Regions from separate parts of the Mus musculus genome. Here region 1 is linked to region 2. A link is a contact called in public promoter capture Hi-C data. All regions are on one chromosome and are shown on one strand. Each heading gives the region's core, a stretch centred on a gene start, on an enhancer-like site or on the middle of the called end of the contact. The rest is flanking DNA. Distances are from core to core; before and after follow the strand shown.

Region 1 (6,869 bases), core at 943-3,442, 2.4 Mb before region 2:
TGTGAAGAAAACATAGTAATTCCAAAAATATACACACAGTTTGAAAGACATCTGTGCCCACTCAGGAGGAGGACGCAGGTACAAGTTAAGGCCAGCCTCAGCTACAAAGGAACTCAAAGTCTACCTGGGCTGAGAGAGACAGAGAGTCAGAGAGAGAGACAGACACACAAAGAGAGGTCAGTATTAGTGAATCTCAATTTCCAGAAGCTGGAAAAGTAATCACAACTGTTAGCTGGTTCTACTTATAACCTAGAGAATTACAGGGCACAGGAAAGTCAATGTGCTTAAGTGGTAAAAGCCTAGGCTACACACCTGGATTTGTTCTAAGAACAAAATGAAGTTGCGCTGACAAGATACTAACACCTAAGTTACAGTTACCATCTGGTCTACTTTGCTCTGAGGGAAAGAGATGTGTTGCTTCTGTCATTCTGCATTCATTCTCAGAAGAGAAACCTGCAGACTCCTAAAAAGGGTGTTGAGAAAACTTTTTATCTGCCTGAGGGTCTAGGTAACTGTGTGGAATAAGGTTCTTTCTCAATATGGAGGTAAAAATGAGAAACCTTCAAGTCTGCTTTCCTGTCAATAAAGAAGTCAAGGCATATTCGAGCATGGTGGTTGATGCACGCCTTTAAGCCTTTTAATTCCATTGCACAGATCTCTCTCAATAGAACTACTGCAGATTTCTGTGAGTTTCAAGCCAGCCTGTTTCACACAGTGAATTCCAAGCCAGGAAGGTTTATATAGTGAGACCCTGTCTATGGAAGGAAGGAAAGGAGAGGGAGGGAAGGAGAGAAGGAGGGAGGAGACCCATTAAGATGGTAGTAGAAACACTAAACAATATTAAGAAATTCCCCCTCCCCAAAGAATATTCAAGTTTTAAAATACCAGAAGTAGACTCTTGGGGTTTTTCAAGCACTGTATTATACACAAAACCCCGGGGTGGGTCTCAAATTTCAATTTGTCTAGGAATAAATTACCTTCATTATCTTTTCTCCAAGTGTAACTGCTAGCTCCTCCCTGTACAGTATCTAAATTTTGGCATCTTTTGGGTTTCCAAATACAGACTAGAAAGTTTGTGCCGTCTACTCACTCTCATCTCCCATGTTTGCACAGTAGGCGCCATCTAAACTCGTGAACGAGGCTTTGGAAATGTTTCGAACTTGTCTCTCTTTCCATTCATATCACTGTCAAAATGACAGCTCCGCTTCAAACCACCTATTTAATCCAATCTGATTGTAGGAAGTCCGCCCAAACAGCTCAGTACATCCTAAAGATTATGACATGAGCTTATTTCAAGGAGAACAACCAAGGTTTTCCAGTGTTCATCTCCGGCACTTTTCCTCTTACCTACGCCCACCACCGAGCCCCCACCTTCAACGTAGGTAAGTCGCATTCCGGAGACCTTAATGGGAGATATCAGCCCAGAATAGATCCATTTAGCAGCCAATCACGAGAGGGATTTAAATTTAATTCACTGCATGTGTAGAAACTATTACAGGTATTCAAAGGGCCTGGAACCCTTCGGAGCTTTATCTCTCGGCTCTGCATATGAATTTTCAAGGCCAGCAGACTTAAGCCCCAGCGAAGGGATAGGCTTTACAGAGCCCAATACTGCTTGGTACCCAGTCCAGCTTCCCGAATTTGAGACGGATGGGTCCACGCGAACTGAGCTTCAAAAGCCTACCAAGGAAGTCCAAGAGGCGCGGCGTTCCGTTACCCAGCCCATCTCCACGCTCTTCGTGGGGCGGGCACAAACTCTGGTTTCTCTTCAGCGTTTACCTCTTTGAGCCTAACCGGAACCTGAAGACCCAGCCTGCACCTCCATCCTCCACCTTGCCCACCACAACCTCGTTCCTACCCCATCTTTTCAGCGCGCCAACGACCCACCCCGGGCACTCCAGCCGTCCCAATTTCTACTTCCCGAGGGAACTACTGTCTTCCTTACCCTCCCGAAGTACGCTCCTTCTTCGCATACAGTGGACCCGAACTCCTCTTCCAGCTTGAGGTCCCCACCATCTAACCGTAACGTTCAACCCACGTTCCCTCGGACGGCTCCTCCCCCACAGCCCTCTCCGCCAGGAAAGCAACTTCCGCCTGCGAGTCCGCCGCCCAAGAGCTACCCCACAAACACTTTCCTGCGGCAGGCAGCCCTGCTTGAGAGCACGCGGGCAGGGCCGGGGAAGGGGAAGACCAGAGCACTTCCGGCAGGGCTCCGCAGAGGCGTGGCTTGCCCGCCCAGCAGGCGCAGGCGCAGTGGGAACTGCGGCGACAGGGCGGGGCCCCTCGCTACAGAGCCTGCAAAGTGTGAGTCGGGAGGACGGGGGAGGGGGAGGGGGAGGGAGCTGGAGGGGGTGGGGCAGGCTTGGTTCTGGAAGCTGCTGGAAAGCGCTGGAGTGGCGGAGGTGACGCCAGAGGCTAGGGGGCGGGGCGTGATTAAAATTAGTGCGCGGCCTTCAGCGGAGGGATTACGCGGCAGAGGAAGGAGAGGTCGCTGGGCGGCTGCCTGCCTGGCGCGCAGGCGCAGTGATGGGCCTCCCTGGCGGGCCGTCATGGCGGACGCCACGACGGGCTCCCATAGTTGGTTCTTTTCGGCCCGCGCGCCACCACCCTACGTGTTCACAAACGGTTACCACACACGGAGCTGCCCCTCCCTTCTTCCCCAAACCCATCCTTGGAGGCCACTTTTTCTTTCTTCCCTCTCTGATCTGCTCACGGTAAGGGGGGTAGCGAAAGACGAGCACTTGACCCGGGGTGGCACTGAGCAGCCGACCCGCGCATCTCAGCAGCCGCCCTGCCTCCTTGAACTTCAGAGAGGGGAGAGCTCAGTTGCTAAGTTTTAAGAACTGCCTTCGTAGAAAGGTCATGTGGTGTCAGGGAGGTCATGACTGATCGCGTCCATGAGGACATCCTATTCTTGGAGTCCTTTGCATAGACTGTTTCCGTGGCCTGGGACTACAATTTGGGATTTTTTCTGGACCTTACAGGAATCATGACTGGCATTTTGGATTGCGGTCCTGTAGGGTTTCATTAGTGGTCTTAAACGACCATGTTCTGGCAGAATACTGATAATTTTGGTAGCGTGCAATGGGGGAAACAAGTCCGCTGTAGGAAGAAATTATTCAATAAAAGAATTTCAGTTTGTGGTACTTAGGAATGGAAATCGCTGAGCGTTCCAACAGAGACTTTGTTAGGGTTTTTTTTCTCCTCTCTCATGACGAAAATAGACTGGTTAGGTTTTGCTTTTTTTTAATTTTATTTATCTTTGCATTTACACTACATACTGTACTGGTATATTTGTTGTAAGATCAAACAAGTAAGATTTCTTTTTGTATGGATTATGAGGTTTTTGAGAAAGTATTTCTTCCTGAGAGAGTAGCCAAGATTAATAGGATTGTTTTCTTATTCAACATGCTATTTCCATTTTTAGAGTGGAGTACACTTCCCCTCCCAATAAACACTTGCTGAATGTCAGCTCATAAATTGAATGATCTAGTTGGTTCAGTTAAAATGTAACCCGACTTTTGAGGTGTAAAGCAACATCCACAAACAACTAGAATAAAAATAAAAATGGATTATTGCTGTCTTTAATGAAAAATTTATTAAAACAAAATTTTTGGCCAGAAAAACTTAATAGTGACAAACAAAATGAAGATGGAATATGGCGGGTCGGGGAGGGGGGGGGAGAAAATTCCCAATTTACTTCAGGTTAATAATAGTCCCCAGCTGAGAAGATACCATGTACTTCTGTGTATTCTTTCCACAGTATGCAGAGTGCCTGTTTTTATATACATTGGTCCCATAGAGAGTATAGTTAACCTCAGTAAACTAAAGTAGGTTTATCTATTTCCACTTAGAAATTCATATTCAATAAATGGAAGCTTTTATTTAACTAATAATTAATTAAGCTGCAATAGGAATACAGTGCTCTGCAGATCATTTTGTGAGCTCTTGTTCTTTTTTTCTGTTGTATTCCTTAACTGAAAACAAACCTTTAGCACCAACCTGGGATATAAATGCTACCTCTAAGCCAGGTATGGTGGACACCTCTGTAAGCCCAGCACTCAGGAGGACCTTGGGTGGAAGCCAGCTTGGGCTATATAACAAATGAGTGCTTAGAGTTGAGACTTGTCCTAAAATCAAACCCTGCGGTGGTTGTGTATTCTGGTCTCATTGACAATTTACTGGACTGCAGAAACGACTTCCATCAGTAAGTTATTCTCCCTGCAGTAATGAGGGCCTGAACTGGAAGCCCCAGCACTTTGATAAAGCTTGGCCCAACTGTATGCATCTGTTATCCCAGGCTGGGGGAGGTGCAGATCTGTGGATCCCAGGGGCTCACTAGCCACTCAGCCTGGCTGAATCTGTGAGCCCCAGATTCAGTTAGAGACCCTGTCTCAAAAAGTAAGCCGAGAGAAAGGAAGACCGTTAGCATCCACCTCTGTCCTTCACCTGTGCACCATGTACCCGGGCAGCCTGACTTTCCAGAGTACAGTCTATAATCCCTTTACTAAATCTTATCTTCAGAAAGCTGGAAAAACCAAAAGCTCTTTGGTAGTAAAAACTGGTGCAAACCAATGAGATACGTGAGCTTTCTCCTGTGTATTTCATTGAAACAACATTAATAGGTTTGATTGCTGTGTGCTGCTGTTGGCCGCTGGCATAAGGGGTTTTCTATAATGGTTGAGTTTATAACTTCCCTCCTCTTTGTTTTGCCAGTACTGGGAAATGAATCCGGACATCACACCCGTGCTGGGCAAGTACTGTACCATTTCCCCAGATCTTTTTTTTTTTTTTTTTTTTTTTTTTTAATTTGAGAAACTGTTTTACAAAGTTTCCTTGGCTGGCCTTGAACTCACTGTGTAGGCCAAGTCAACCTAGAATTGGTGTATTCATGCCTCAGTCTCTCGAGTGAGATTTTAGTTACTGTTCTACCAGGCCCCACTATAATAACCTTTTAAGTCTCCAACTCTTAGGTGTTAGTAAAAGAATTATCGGCCTATATTTATATTTGGCAAGTTCTCTCGTACAAGGCATTTGTTTAAAAAAATTAATTCGAGGCATTATTTGTTGTCAATGAGTTCAAGTGAGTTAACTATGGGGAACATTCTACTCGTGTACAATTATTGGGATGTGCAGAGCTTATCCATTAGGCCAAAGGTTGTAGTCGTTGTCCCAAGGTATTGTTTTGTTCTCTTAGAACTTTTAAGTAAACTTACATGATATCTCATAATGCATCCACACTTACCTGGTTCTTTTCCCCAAACGAGCAGATAAAATATGAGTCACAGAGTAGATACTGGAGTATCTGGTATCTAATTCTGTCTCTGGCTGTGTACTTTATACAGGTTGTTTAAATTTGGTGCCCTGAGAACATCTATACAGTGACAAGTTTGGAGCAGATAAATAGCTCGAGGAAAGTCCCTTATAGTTGTGATGTCACCTGCAGATACTTTCTTGAGACTACCACTAAGGACATTGTCCATCTCAACCTACACTGCCTTCTTGCTGGTCAAAAGTCACTGCTTAAATTGAGTAGTACATAGCTCAGACTTGGCACAATGAGTCTTCATGCTATACCTGTCTCTCAGTCACCCTGCCTAGGATCAATAGAAGCTGAGGGGGCGGTGCATGCATATAGAGGCAAGTAAAGTGCTATTAGGATGTGGCTTGTGTCCTGCCTTTTAATGAGAGTGTTGCATAGTATGCCCCTGTTTGCCTTACATGTTCACTTGTCTCAGAGGTGGCTTTCTGTCACGGTGTCAGTCCGCTTCGGATTTATTTGGGTTGCTTAGGTTTCTTTCAGAATCTGTCTTGGTTACTTGTCTTGTTGCTGTAACAAAAATGCCCTGATAATGGCAATGCAGGGAAGAATGGGTTTATTGTGACTCACAGTTTAAGGTTAGTACATCTCCTGGGGACGTCACTGCAGCAGGGGCTTGAAGTCGCTGGTCACAGTCCTGCACCGTCAAGAAGCAAAGAGCTAAGTAGATAGATTAAAGTGGAATAAAAATGTAAAGCATTGTACAATAAATGATATACTCATCATTTCTCACACATGTGAATCTCTGTGTGTCCTAAACAGTAGCATAGCTACTTCTGTCTGCCATGGCTCATACATGCCCTGTGCCTGCGTCATGAGAGTGGGAGAGTGGTGTTAATATCATACCTGACTCTAAACAAAATTGATTAATCACATCACCTGAGTGGCATCATCATTTGAAACCAGAGGAACAAAGAGCTGTGTTGAGGGACCTCTACCCAGACAACTTACATATCTTTGAACATCGCAGTCGTGCAGCACAGCAAGAGTGGCGGTGAGCGTGTGACGGTGAGCGTGTGGCGGTGAGCGTGTGGCGGTGAGCGTGTGGCGGTGAGCGTGTGACGGTGAGCGTGCAGGGTGGAGATGAGTTAGCAGCAGACCGTGGCTTTCGAGAGCATGCTCAGCAAATGCTATTTAAACTGAATTTTTCTTTTAATGGTCTTGCTCTACATGTGTAGTTGGATTTAGAAGGCAACTTCTTCGTGCTGCTACTTTATTAAAGATTTATTTTTTATTTTAATTATGTGTGTGTTGGTGCAGATGCCTGAGGACTGGAGAGGTTTTGGATTCCCTGGGGCTGGAATACCAGGGAGTTACCGGAAGTTGTAAAGCAGCTCATGTGGGTGTTAGGAACTGACCTGTTATCCTCTGCCAAAGCCACCTCTCCTGAGCATTCCCGCTCTGAGACAGAAAACTAAGCCAGAAGGAAACAGTGTATCTAAGTTTGTACATTAAACTGTCAGACCTGAGGCTGAAGGCTGCATCCTCTAACTTCCAATCCGGAGCTTTTTATTTTTTTTCAGCCTACTACCCACCCCCAAAGCTGAGC
Region 2 (6,490 bases), core at 751-3,250:
TTGACTCATTGGGAGAGGTAGGGAGAGACGTCAGATTTCAGGGACAGAGCCTGTGCTGTGTGTGTATAGACCCAGGCCCTGCACTCACTAGGGGTGCAATGATGAATGCTATACTTCTTCAATTAGAAAACAAGCCTGGCATGATGGATCTCTGGGGTTATTGGAAGGTTTACGCTTAGAGCATTCAAAGGGTTCCCAGCATCCATCTGGTCTCACAACCTTCTACAACTCCAGTTCCAGGAGGATCTGATGCCTTCTTCTGGCCTCCGCGGACACTGTACGCATGTGAGCAAGCAAAACACCCATACACATAAAGTAAAAATAATAAAGCTTAAAAATGAAACCTTATCCAGCAGACTACCTAGCCTATGACAGGAATTCTGAGGCGGCACACTGACAGCTGGAGGGTTTTATTTGCTCAACATTTTAATTAATTACTCATTGGCTTTTGCTAATTTCTTTTTGACAATTTCATACATGTGCTGTTTATTCTCTTTTATTTATTTTTGAGGCCAGGTCTCCCTGCATAGATCTGGCTGATCTGTAGATTTGCTATTTAGTCCAGGCTGCCCTTGAACTCACAGAGACTCACCTTTCTCTGTTTCCTATGCTGGGATTGTAGGTGCATGTCACAATTCCCTGTGACTGGCTTTTCATTCATTTATTTTTTTGGGGACAAGGACTCAAGTGATCCAGGCTGGTCTTGAACTCATTAAATAGCTGAGGATGACCTTACCATAGTAGGATTAGCACTTCAGCTGAGGATATGAAACCTCAGAACACCTACACAAACACTTCGCCAACTAAGCCATATGTCCAGCTCCCATCCTTACCTTTAAAATATAGATGTTGTACGACCATGCTCTATGCTTGTGGAGTCTAGAGTGGCGAGCAACGCGACAAACATTGCATAGATCTGAACTGGTGTAAACCAGAGTCCAAGCCCCTGCCGTGGTATCTACAGAAAAGCGGGAGGCCTAGCCACTACGAAGGTAGATACCTGGAGAATAAGCAGCTGCCAGAATACTTAGCTGTATTCAGTGGGTGTTCCCCTCCCCCAACGCTTACAATGGAATTGCTATGGAAACAGTATTCATGTACCAGAAATCTGTTTCTCGACTAAATTTTGTTCAAATTCTCGGTCTTTTGAATGCTTTGGACTATGAAGTGAGGCTTATCAGATTTTAGAGCTTTCGTCGGAATTTAGGCCCCAAGTTCCACAGACCCGGTGTGGTGGGGAGTTGGGTGGAAGGCAGAAAAGGTCCTACCCTCAGATCACCAATCAAAACAAATCACAGGCTTTTTAAAGTAGTAATTTATGAAGTTTTATGAATTTTCTGCCGGTAGAAAATAGGAAGCGTTCATCCACTAGCTAACACGGTCTATGTGCTCCTCACACATTGGCTTCGGCTTCTTACTTGGGACATACCACCCTGTTACAAATTCCAAGTTGGTATCCCACTGTTTTTCAGGATTGGCTCCCCTTCCTCTTCTCCCCCACTACTGCTAATTCATAGAGTTAAATCTTGTCTTTTTATCTAATTAGCCTTTTCTTAGGGAATTAGGCCCAGATGATTCACCCCAGAAAAACATCCAAGTGCTTGGGACTCTGGCGGGGTTGCCTTCCAACCCATCCAGTTTCCCAGATATGGTCTCCGTCTTCTGTTTCAACTGACTGTCAGTCGCTCTAAAGGCTGCTTGATGTCACAGACGCCGCAGAGCAAAGGCTCGATCCCCTAAAGACCCGCTCTTGCAAGCTAAGGTAGGTGCTTCACGTCGGCGCTAGGACCCATCTGCAGGAGGAACGCGGCACGGGTCTCGCCCCGCCCCAACGCGCACTGGGTGGAGCCGTCCTCCCCAAGCTCGCCCCCCCCCCGTGGGAGGGCGGGGCACCATGGGCGTGGCACAGCTGCGGTGGGCGTGGCGGCGCCGGAGGCGGGCGGGGCGGAAGGACGCTGCCCGGTCGTCGGGGCGGTAGGGCCTGCGCGGAGCTCTCTCCCCAGCGCGCTGGGCGGGGTGTGCTGTGAGCGGCTTCCCGGGCAGGCGCGGGCCCTGAGGCGGCGGCTGCGCCGTGCGCCGGGGCGGAGCCGGGGGCGGGCGGGCGGCCGGCGGGCGGGGGCTGGGCCGGAGGAAGCCTGAGCGCCCGCGGCGACGACGGCAGCGGCGGCCCAGCAGGCTAGAAGCGTGGGTCGGCGGCGGCTCCGGGTGCGGCCGCGGGCTGCGGAGCGAGCGGGCGGCCCGGCTCCCCGCGTCCCCCGCCCGCCGCGACTGTCTGGAAGATGGCGCCGGGCGGATGGAAATCCTAATGACAGTCTCCAAATTCGCCTCCATCTGTACCATGGTAGGTGCGGCGGCAGCGCGGCCCGGGGGGCCGGTCCCCGCCTTCGAGGCGCCGCCCGCGGGCCTGGTCGTGTGCGGGCGGACCGGGCGCGGGGCCGAGTGGCCGCGGGGAAGGCGTGCTGGACACGGCAGGCGGGGCCGGGACACTGGGGATAGGACCGACCGGGGCTCGGGGTTGGGTCCTGACCACGGGGTCGCAGTTGAGGACGGGGAGCTCTGGGTCTGGGCACCGGGGACTCGGGGACTGTGGCTGGGGACTAGGGCCTGGGGGCTCAGGGACGGGGTTGGGGGTAAGGGCTGCAGACTGGGGTTGGGGACTTGGGGACTCGAGGTGTGGACTGAGGTTGGAGGCTGGAGCCGGGACTTTAAACTGGGGACTGGTACCGGGAAGCGAGGGGATTGTGCCAGGGGAAGGGACGCGGCATTTCCTTGGGGCCCTGCGCGGGGCAGGGCGGGGGTCTGCGGCAGGAAGGAAGGGTCTCGATCCTACTGGAAGACGGAAGTCCTGGCGGAGTTCCTCCTCGGGTTAGGTGGAGCCCCAGGCCCTGGCTCGGGAAGGGGGCGTGTGAAGGTGGAAACTTTTAAGAGTGCTGTTGAAATGTTTTCTTATTTTCAACTCTCTGAAGCGATAGGAACTCTTGCGGCTTCCAACCTGTGTCCGTCCAGATGGCAGCCTTGTCTCTGGGAATCTGTGTTAATCTTGAAAAGCTGCATTCGCTTTCCTGTCATTTGTTTATTTTAATAGAGCAGACACCGCTGTGTGGGGTTGAAGTACACAGATTCCCCCGAAAAAAACGAAACGCGCGCGGGTGGGTTCCAAACGTGTTTTTGTGCATTGCCAGAAGCACCACGGCTTCCCACGTGATAAAGCAAATCCATTACCTCCTTTATGAACTTCGCCGTAGAGATTGTGATTTATGAATCAATGAAAAAAGTTACTCTTTGCAGTGTGGGTCTGGAGTTATTTACCAAAGACCTGCACCTGCTTCATCTCCGTTTTTGTGTTCTGGGTTGTATCTAGGAGATTCTCCAAACCATCTTCCACCTGCAAGTGATCTGTGGTTGTGTGTGAGTGTGTGTGTGTGTGTGTGTAAGGAGTGGAGAATCAGGTAGGAAAAGTGGACTCTGTGCTACTTTCTGTGGAACAGTATTAAAAAAAGGGGTGGAATAAGTGGACTTAAAATCCACAGCATCAAAAAAGTCGGAAGATTATGGAATCACTGAAGGCTCCATTTTCCCACGTGGGTAATTCTTCTTTCCTGGGGTTGAGAAGGGGGCTGTGTTTACAGTTACTGGGATTGGTTGTGCTAATTAGACATGCCACATGGGATAATCGAATCTTTCATAGTGATAATTTTGCCAGATTGCTGAGCTCCGTGTATTTTGGGGTCATGGTTCATTGACAAAGTCGAAGGTTTCAGGAGTGGTGTGATTCCTGTAGTCTGTTCATTCACTCAGTTTAGTCAAGTATCCATCTAGCACCAGCTGACTGGAACTGGGGCTACAGCAGTGATCCAGACAGTTGCCACAGCAGGGCTTTTTATGGCATGCTTCTAGCCCAGGACTTTGGGTGTAGAAAGATCACACTTTCCAGGCAAGTGTAGCTAAGACCTCCTGTCAAAAGAACTGACCCTCCCTAACCAAAGATAATGCCCACTTTCTTGTGTTTACTACTACTTGAGGGAGACAATACTCATGTATGTAATAATGTAGCACAATCAAATAAGAGCAACAAAGGGCGTGGTGGGTTGTGGCACTCTCAAGGCAGAGACAAGCAGATCTCTGAGTTTGAAGCCAGCCTGGTCTACAAAGTGAGTTCCAGGACAGCCAGAGAAACCCTGTTTCCAAACCAAACAAACACCCCCCCCCACTTCCCCCAACCCCCCAAAAAACCTAACATCCACAAAACAACCCCAGAAAAGAGCAGCAGAGGACAGAGCCCTGCCAGGGTTCTCTATCCAGAGAGAGGCTGATGTCCACTCCCAAGCTCACTCTCCTTAGGGCTTCTGCCCGGGTCCGGTAATTGCACATGGTGTGTGTATGCTTTTTGGCAAATGCATAGGCATCCATGCCTGGCCAGAGTGAGACTGTTAGAAAGGTGCTATTAAGATTGGGCGTGTCTGTGTTCTTACTTGAATAAATCCTACTACCCTCCCGGAGTAGGTTCTGAGCATCAGAGTGATTTGCAGTTTTGAGTGTAAGGGAGCTTGCTGTCCATCTTCTGAGAATGAATTGAAAGTGAAAATGAGAAACAGCCTGCTTGTAGGTTCTGTTTTGCTTGGAATGTGAACTGTCCAGCGAGTAACTCTCTTCAGCAGGTCACGTGACCTGAACAACACCCTGCCTTAGACAGTTGCACAGGACTTTTGTGATCTCGGGAGTACTGTGCTGTCTATGGTCCCCCTTACCTTTCAGTAGTTCATGGTGGGGGGGTTGTTTGTTTGCTTGATTTCCACCTTTGCTGCAGTTTTGAAACAGGGTCTTCTGTAGGTCACGCTGAGTTTGAATTTGGTATGTAGTGGTGGCTGGCCTTGAACTCATGATTCTCCTGCCTCTACTTTCCAGTCACTGAGATATCAGGCATGCACCATTACACCAGGTTTAGACTGAGGGGTTTAGTGAAAAACTTACCATTTATTTATGCCATTTGATTGGAGCATTAACATCTTCATACAGTGCAGAGAGGCCTTCATTTACTCACAAGGTGAGTTTGAAGTAGAGGGAGGGAAGGCTGAGTGAAGCTGTGGAACAGTGGAGGGAAGGGGACTCAGAAATGGATGCGTCAGCAGGTCAGAAACAGAGAAACACTTGATGAATTGAAATTTTATTCTGTTAAGTATGGAAGTTTACATAATTTTTTCACTTGTCAAAATAAGGTGCAGAGCAAACCTGCAGTAGCTTTATTGGGTGAAATAGATTACAAATAAGTCTTCAATATTTTGAATTTAGATCTTGATTCAGATCAGGCCTTGATTCAGATCACTGTTCTGCCTTTGTGTGAAAATGAGTGTGATGTGTTTGTCTTGGTGTTGTGGCCTGGCTCAGAGAGTGCCTGTCTTCAGACTGTCGTGAGCGTGCCTCCAGAATCGGTTCCCTACTGGCCACTCTAGTACACCTTCAGCTTGGTGTGCGGCTGCTCCTTACGGGAGATTACTGTTCTCACAGCCTGGTGCAGTGTGGTTCATGAACTGCTGAGTTCTGTACTTAGTAATCAGCGAACAGCAGAGGGTCCTGGTTGGAAATCAGCAGCAGCCCGCAGCTAATCCAGGTGTCCAGGATGTCTTCCGGAGACCAGGGCTGCCCACTGGGAGTTTGTAGCACTGGCTGAAGCTGGCCGCTGTCTCTGGTTGTGGGAGTCCTGGTTGGGAAAGACTTATTGGGAGGGAGATTGGATAGAGCAGAAACAAGGAGGTGAGCGGCTTCTCAGCTTGAGATGGCACTGGCTTGGCTGCTTGCCTGGCAGGAGGTGTGCGTGTGTGTGCGCGAGAGTGAGTGTGGGTGTGAGTGAAGTGAAAGCCACAAGGTAGGTGCTAGGTTGTACTGGACTCTGACGTGGAAACTATAAAGCACTTATTGCAGCCATCTCAGGTAAAGCTGGTTCCCTTGCCTTTTCTTGCTGCTGGGCTAGTATGCGTGTGTGGGCATGCAGCTTAGCATCATTCCAGAAAGGAGGGGGACAGCCCTAAAACTTAGGCTTTATCTGAAGGAACATGGAGAAATGAGCAGGTCACTGCCTTGCCTTCCTTTCCTCTGTGTCCCTCCTGCTCTCCACCCCCTTACTCCTTTCTGTGTTTGGAGAACTCCTGAATCTCCTGCTTCCACTTGTCAATCGAGCGATGAAATTAAAGGTAGGCTCCTCCATTCTTGGAGTGCTTCCTTTCTGCAGTCATCAGGATTGATAGTTTGACTTTTATGTCTCTGGTGAGAAACTGTTTCCCATAAAACATGTAGTGAGAAATGCCAGAAGGACGTTTAGGGACATTTAAGAAACTCTTAGATGTTCTGTCCTGATCCAAATCAAAATTCATTTATGTGGAGGCAGAGGAGAGAACTTGGGAGCCATAGTCCTTAGGTTTTTTTTGTTTTTTCTTTCTTTCTTTCTTTCTTTCTTTTTTTTTTTTTTTGCAATGTGTCTTCATTAGCTTGCTTT

What was found. Capture Hi-C pulls out chosen DNA fragments and counts their contacts.
Region 1: a promoter capture Hi-C map of adipose tissue shows a contact between it and region 2, with 2.5 times the contacts expected there. The contact joins the promoter of Uspl1 here to the promoter of Usp12 in region 2. A contact is called at or near these places in 1 of 39 promoter capture datasets (pre-B cells) and 2 of 9 other capture datasets (adipose tissue and liver).

The regions. Positions count from the first base shown.
Region 1 is chr5:149,179,883-149,186,751 of GRCm38.p6, reverse strand. Uspl1 (ubiquitin specific peptidase like 1) reads right to left here and starts at 2,192. Exons shown (of 9, transcript NM_001115149.1): 1 at 1,946-2,192. Mm2pr (macrophage M2 polarization regulator) reads left to right here and starts at 4,716. Exons shown (of 3, transcript NR_015478.2): 1 at 4,716-4,757.
Region 2 is chr5:146,790,466-146,796,955 of GRCm38.p6, reverse strand. Usp12 (ubiquitin specific peptidase 12) reads left to right here and starts at 2,000. Exons shown (of 9, transcript NM_011669.3): 1 at 2,000-2,341. The coding sequence starts at 2,294. 1700041I07Rik (a long non-coding RNA gene) reads right to left here and starts at 1,131. Exons shown (of 2, transcript XR_377208.4): 1 at 834-1,131.